Linked DNA regions of Sus scrofa: region 1 is linked to region 2. The links are chromatin contacts, called in public Hi-C maps. All regions are on one chromosome and are shown on one strand. Each heading gives the region's core, a stretch centred on a gene start, on an enhancer-like site or on the middle of the called end of the contact. The rest is flanking DNA. Distances are from core to core; before and after follow the strand shown. Region 1 overlaps DHX38 (pre-mRNA-splicing factor ATP-dependent RNA helicase PRP16). Region 2 overlaps IST1 (IST1 homolog).

Region 1 (3,217 bases), core at 634-3,133, 120 kb after region 2:
ATGGATGCTCTGCAGATCTACCCCATCAGCCAGGCCAATGCCAACCAGAGGTCGGGGCGAGCTGGCAGGACGGGCCCAGGTCAGTGTTTCAGGTAGGAGTTCTGGGCTGCCTGCTTCCCGGGGTGGAGCCCAAGTTGGGGCAGGCAGGCTTGGACTGTGAGCCGCCTGAGAGATGCTGCTGATCCTAGAGGCTGGGGACCCATGGAGGGCCTGCCCCTGTTGGTTCCCTCATCCTATGCTGCTGAGTGGAAGAAGTCACCTCTCCAGGCAGCCCTGGGGGTGAGCAGCCTTGGGTTGGAGGAAGACCTCTGTAGAATGTACCTGTAGCAGGTGACCAGTAATTGCAGCCTTCCTCCCCCAGGAGATACGTTTGAACACATTACATCATGGGTTCTTTTTCACTTCTCCAGTTATTCTGTCTTTCTTTTTTGTTCTGTTTTTAAAAAATAATGGATTCACTACAGAAATTCAGAAAATACAGGGGGAAAAAAAAAAAAGAAAAAATTTAGCCATAATTCTAGTCCCAGGATCCTTGGTTCCAGAAATGAAGCCAAGCACATAGGACACTTGAGCAGACAGTGAATTGGCAGGACTGAGTTTTTAATAGGTGGAGATTTGTGATTCAGAGAGAAAAGGAGGTGGGGGAAGGCAGGAGGCTTTTCTCTGCACTGGCTGCTCTGGGTGCACTGCCCATGGCGTCGGTCCCTGCAGGCTCTACACCCAGAGTGCCTACAAGAACGAGCTCCTGACCACCACGGTGCCTGAGATCCAGCGGACCAACCTGGCCAACGTGGTGCTGCTGCTCAAGTCCCTGGGGGTGCAGGACCTGCTGCAGTTCCACTTCATGGACCCGCCCCCGGAGGACAACATGCTCAACTCCATGTATCAGCTCTGGATCCTCGGGGCCCTGGACAACACAGGTGCTGCGGCCAGGAGCTGGGCAGGCCTCATGGGCTCTGGTGTCTGGGTTCTCCCTCTTCTGGCACCGTATCAGTTGGCTAGATCTGCTCCTCTGTCCCAGGTGGTCTGACCTCGACTGGGCGGCTCATGGTGGAGTTCCCGCTGGACCCAGCCCTGTCCAAGATGCTCATTGTGTCCTGCGACATGGGCTGCAGCTCTGAGATCCTGCTCATCGTCTCCATGCTCTCGGTCCCAGCCATCTTCTACAGGCCCAAGGTGGGAGATGCTGCCCAGCGCGTCTTCCCAGAGGCCTTGGCGGTTAGGGGCTTGAGAACGGTTGAGAGAGGGGAGTGGTTTCTCTCTGTATTGTATTAAGATGAACGGAGGGGCAGGAATCAACGTTTCCAAAGAGGGATTTTGCTGTTTTATGTTAAGCAGTAGGGGAAGGGATGGGCTAGATCCGTTGCTCTCAGGGAGAGTTTGGAAATATTCGCAAGATCATTTTTTCCTAGTATGGTTGTCCCAGAGCCCTCACATTTTAGATGAAGTATTTCGTTTTAAACTAATTTTTTTCTATGTTGTCAGGCACCATATGGATGTGTTTTAAGTTGTGTGTGCGAGTGGGTGATAGTGTGGGATGGCTCTTCTCAGTAGGCCTGGACTCCCCTGTGCTTGGAGTAAAGGCCCTTTTTCCTCCCCAGGGCCGAGAGGAGGAGAGCGATCAAATCCGGGAGAAGTTTGCTGTCCCTGAGAGCGACCATCTGACCTACCTGAATGTTTACTTGCAGTGGAAAAACAATAATTACTCTACCATCTGGTGTAACGATCATTTCATCCATGCCAAGGCCATGCGAAAGGTGGGGGCACTGGCCCAGATAAACCGGGTGTCAGGACGAGGGGTGGGAGGCAGGGGAGAGGGCTCTGCTTGTCCGCCTGTGTCCTGCTCTAGGTCCGGGAGGTGCGGGCTCAGCTCAAGGACATCATGGTGCAGCAGCGGATGAGCCTGGCCTCGTGTGGCACCGACTGGGACATTGTCAGGAAGTGTATCTGTGCTGCTTATTTTCACCAGGCAGCCAAGCTCAAGGTGAGCCCCTTCCTGGCCTGATGCTTTGTACCAGGGCAGAGTTCTTCCTTTCTCATTGTACAGCCTGCAACCCTGGGGCTCCCCCAAAAGCCGGTGTCAAAACAGTATGAAGGGATGGGGTAGCTGGCCAGGTGTGGGGTGTTTTGCTGATGCGGTCACCTGCTGGGTCTCTTCCCTAGGGAATTGGGGAGTATGTGAATATCCGGACAGGTATGCCTTGCCACCTGCATCCCACCAGCTCCCTCTTTGGAATGGGCTACACCCCAGACTACATTGTTTATCATGAGTTGGTCATGACCACCAAGGTGAGTCTTTGCCGAGGCAGCTTGCATGACGTAGGCCCACCGGACTGGGCCAGGCCTTTGTAACCCTTGACTCCTGTGATGACCTTTGAGCTTAGGAGCCTTGAAGCCACATGCGTTGCTTTCAGGGGAGTTGGTTTTCAGTCGGCTGTTTGGGGAAATGTATACAGAGTTGTCCTCTAGATTACAATGCCCTTGGCTGTGCTGGCAGGATTGTTTCCTGCTTGTTGCCTGGGACAAGCAACCCCTTATGCTGTTGTTAGAAGGGTTTTCTGAGGGGTGGGCCTTTTCTTTTAGATACCAGGGAGCTTTTTCTCAAGCATGGAGGAATTTGGGTGGGAGAAGGGATTAGAATTCCAGTGTCTAGGGCTTTTCCTTGCTTTTTTCAGTCTCACAGGGCTGGGGGCAGGGGCCCTTCCCACAGAAATCCTGATTGTGGGAGGGACACCTCAAAGCAGTGGCCCTTCTGTGACCGCCCCCTGTGGCCCTTCTGCTTGCAGGAGTACATGCAGTGTGTGACTGCTGTGGACGGAGAGTGGCTGGCAGAGCTGGGCCCCATGTTCTACAGCGTGAAGCAGGCAGGAAAGTCTCGGCAGGTAAGGATCCTGCACTCTTCTCAGGAGGGCCTGTTCGGCTCTGGGGTCCCTTTTGCCCTCGGCCTGGTATCAAAGGTAGAGCATCATCTGACTGCCCTTATTCTCCCTCAAACATCAAAGCTGTGATCCAGCAGGCTGGTCTGTCTCATGTCCTCCCACCTACTCCAGTTGCTTGATCTGCTGAGCCTTAAAAAAACAATTATGGAAAAGTCCAAATGTCCATAAAACTGGAAAAAAACAAGCCATGAATTCCTCATGTAGCCTCCGTAATCATCAGCGTTCTGCCACCTGTGTTGCTCTCATTCCCACCCCCACTCCACGCACATCAGTTTTTT
Region 2 (3,541 bases), core at 808-3,307:
GCAGTGGGATTGCTTGATCCTTAGGGTATGCATACATTTACCAATAAGACATTATTTTAAAAAAAATTGGGGGAGTTCCCATTGTGGTGCAGCAGAAAAGAACCAGACTGGTGTCCTTGAGGATGTGGGTTTGATACCTGGACTCACTTAGTGGGTTAAGGATCTGACATTGCTGTGATTATGGTGTAGGCCAGCAGTTGTAGCTCTGATTCAAACGCTAGCCCGGGGACTTCCATATGCCGTGGGTTCGGCCCTAAAAAAACCCCAAAACAACAAAAACAAAAAGATTTCCAAGAGTTGGCTTGGATTAATCTCAATTATCTATGCCTTTTTGCCTATTTCATATAATTCAGCACCATTGGATATTTAGCATCCTGCAGAATTTTAGGATTAAAAGGGACTTCAGAGGTTATATTGTAGGAACTTCAGTTATGTTCACTGTACTGTGTTTTATTATTGTAGAAAGGACATATAAACACACATTTTTATTTTTTCGGACAATTCATTTACCTACAGTTTTCTAACCTGGTTAACTGAAGTCGTAGTACAGTGTAAGTCTGTGGATCTTTGGTGGATCTAGGTCCTGCCTTTTTTGTTCTTGTGTAAAAATGCAGTCCTTGTGCTGGACATCTTCTCTTTCCTCCTCCATAGCCATTTATCATCCCTCTCCCTCTGATCTATATCCCTGGAGGTACACTGGTGCACAGTGTGTATCAATTCCTTTGGTTTCTTCTTCCAACAGGGGTAGGGGGTTAATACCAGTAGGAGTGAGAGCTAAGTATTTATTCCCCTGCTCCTTCCGGCGAGGTTGTTGCAAGTTGTCTGCATGCCTCTACCAGTGATTCTTATTTGGTGGCCCTTTCCCTATAGTGATCCTCTAGAGGGTTCCATTTCCTCATCTTTCCCCTTCAGACCTAAAGCTGTTAATGGTTCTGTGGCGATACACTGTCCTTTGTTGGTTTCTCTAAACGTTATGCACACCTTTGTAAGTAAGAGCTTATTAAAATTCTCCCCACATCACGCAGGTGTGGATACAGTGTGTTTCTAGCTGGTCTCCTGATTGTTAGACTTCTTGAAAGGGCCTATGATTTTATTCACTTTTGTAAATTTGAAAAAATAAATGTTGTTACTGAATCATAATACTTGTAATATGTGTTCGTTTTTACCTGCTTTCTACAATACACTTGTAGTAGGATTTTGAGGGAGTGAAACTCCTCCACACATTCTCTGCCAAGAGATTAACAGCGAAATGTAGACCTAACTGGAGTTCCCATTCTGGCCCATGGAACAGAATCCATCTAGTGTACATGAGGATTCAAGTTCCATTCCAGGCCTTGCTCAGTGGCTTGAGGATCCCACATAGCCCTGAGCTGTGGTGCAGGTCACAGACCCAGCTTGGGTCCTACATTTCTCTGGCAGTGGTGTAGGCCTGCAATGGTAGCTGCAATTTTACCTCACCACCAGGATATTCCACATGCCTTGGATACGGGCCTGAAAAGCAAAAAAAAGAAAAGAAAAAGAAAAAATATAGAATTCATTTGAATATTTTCAACTTTATTCACAAGTTGGATTTATCTTTGCAACATGCTTTTTTTTTTCTTCTCTTTTTAAGGACCACCCCTGTGGTATGTGGAAGTTCCCGGGCTAGGGGTTGAGTGGGAGCTGCCGAGCTGCCTGCTTCTGCCACAGCCAGAGCCAGATGGGAGCCGTGTCGTGTGCCTGCCTCGAGGCTCACGACAAACTCAGACGCTTAAAACCCACTGAGGGGGCCCAGGGATCAGACCTGCGTCCTCGTGGATGCTACTCCGGTTTGTTACCACTGAGCCACAGCGGGACGTTTTAAAGATCTTCATCTCTGCTCATGCACTCAGCCCCTCCTTGAGTGAGTGAAAATCGTTTTGGAAACATATTAGACGTTTAATGGTAAATTCCGGGTTTGAGAGCTCCCCGTTTGAGGTCGCTATGAATCTGATCATGCAGTTTTGACTCCTACTGTCTGTCCGACATTCATCTTGGGACGATGGTAGTGCCTCACATTGGCCACAAGGTGGCGGGCTTGCCCTTCTGAAGAAGTCTCCCTCTTCTTGCCCATCCCAACTCAGCTCCCTCTGTAGCCTGGAAGAGAGGGGTGGCATAGACTCACCGGTTGATAGAAGCGGGCAGAGTTCATCGCCCAATCCCCCTTTGTGAGACCTGAGGTGTCTGGCTCCAGACGTTTTTGCTTCTTTTCCTCATTCCAGAGTTTGGGGAGAAATGATTGAGTAGAGCCCTGGGTATAAGTTTCAGGTGTACAGTGTGGTTGGACCTGCATACATCATGCAGGGTCATTCATGGCTCCCTGTTTTTCTATATATGTTTTGTGATTCAAGACTGCGAGTCCACTCTTCTTAGGAAGGTCGTTTCCTCCAGGCAGGATTTGTGATTGCTTCTACCAGGTGCCTGGAAACACCATTAACCTGGGACCAACATAAAGTAGATTTTTAGCTTGCAGTTTTGGGGCGCACCCAGGCACTGTGAATTCACATTGCAGAGCCACAGAGGGACCGGCTCGTGGTCCTCATTTCTCGTGGGTGATCTTTTCCATGTCTTCCCCTCGTGGCCAAGGATTGGAACGGGCAGTTTACCTTGCAGTCTCGACCAGGAGGGTGTTGACACCTGGAGTCCCAGTTCCAATCGGCCTGTGTGTGTGTGTGTGTCTGTGCCCATGCGCGGCCCCCCCGCCCACCAGAGGGCTGTTAGAGACCCTGCTTTGGATGGGCTTTGAGTTTGGTCCCCAGGTGCCTGTGATTTCAGGACCGAGGAAGATAGAGCTCAAGTTTGCCTCCTCACTTGTCAAATGACTGCCAGGTGAAGACTAGCTTTCAGTGTTCTTCCCTGCAAAGTTATCACTTTGGCTTCTTTTTTGGCCTGTGTATTCCTGGTTTTCCAGCTTTCGGTGCATTTAGTTGTGGAATGGGCACTGCCGAGCTGCCAGCTTTCATCACAGCCATGTCCGTAGCCAGATGGGAGCCGTTTGGTCTGTGTGACCTACACTTCAGCTCTCTGCAACTTGGTATCCTTAACCCACTGAGTGATTCTTTGGATCAAACCCATCCTCACGGACCCTGTATCATGTCCACACAGTCCCAATAGATATATTTACCTATACAACTGATTCCCTTTCGTGTATACCTGAAAGTAATACATCATTGTACGTCAACTATGGTGCAGAGAAATTACATTTAAACATTTGTATCAATTTTGATCATTTAAAACATTTATGTATGTCATACTACAATTTTTAGTGTCTCAAATAGTGTTGCACTATATGACTAAGATCATTCACTTGCGTTTAAGAGTTCGGATGCACTTAGGTTTTTTCTTATCTCTGCTGACTTGTTACTCTTATTGGGCAAGTGTCTGGTAGAAGAAATGACTGTAATAGTTACTGTTTTTCTGGCTGTCTTTCTATTTCTCAACCATTTTTGGTTTTGAATACTTGGAGAATAAAGATAGTGTCTGTAGCTTGTCAGCACTAGAACCTCCTATAGCACCAGACATC

Evidence for each region. Hi-C and Micro-C count contacts between places; a contact is called where the count stands out from the background.
Region 1: a Hi-C map of fetal liver shows a contact between it and region 2, with 2.1 times the contacts expected there. The contact joins two enhancer-like sites. A contact is called at or near these places in 24 of 47 Hi-C or Micro-C datasets (alveolar macrophages, blood, brain and 13 more) and 2 of 2 datasets of contacts at active chromatin or transcription factors (alveolar macrophages and skeletal muscle).

The regions. Positions count from the first base shown.
Region 1 is chr6:15,010,343-15,013,559 of Sscrofa11.1, forward strand. It overlaps DHX38 (pre-mRNA-splicing factor ATP-dependent RNA helicase PRP16), which reads left to right. Exons shown (of 27, transcript XM_021093857.1): 19 at 1-92; 20 at 712-920; 21 at 1,022-1,176; 22 at 1,602-1,757; 23 at 1,850-1,984; 24 at 2,164-2,289; 25 at 2,787-2,882. Among named protein-coding and RNA genes, the nearest start is that of DHX38, 14 kb to the left of the region's middle. Within about 2 kb of position 1,884, at least 2 of the 83 cell types and tissues checked have an H3K27ac peak or open chromatin away from gene starts, as enhancers often do. A contact at or near this core is called in fetal liver, where this site is marked.
Region 2 is chr6:14,891,059-14,894,599 of Sscrofa11.1, forward strand. All of the region lies in intron 1 of IST1 (IST1 homolog), which reads left to right. Among named protein-coding and RNA genes, the nearest start is that of ZNF821, 23 kb to the left of the region's middle. Within about 2 kb of position 2,058, at least 9 of the 83 cell types and tissues checked have an H3K27ac peak or open chromatin away from gene starts, as enhancers often do. A contact at or near this core is called in fetal liver, where this site is marked.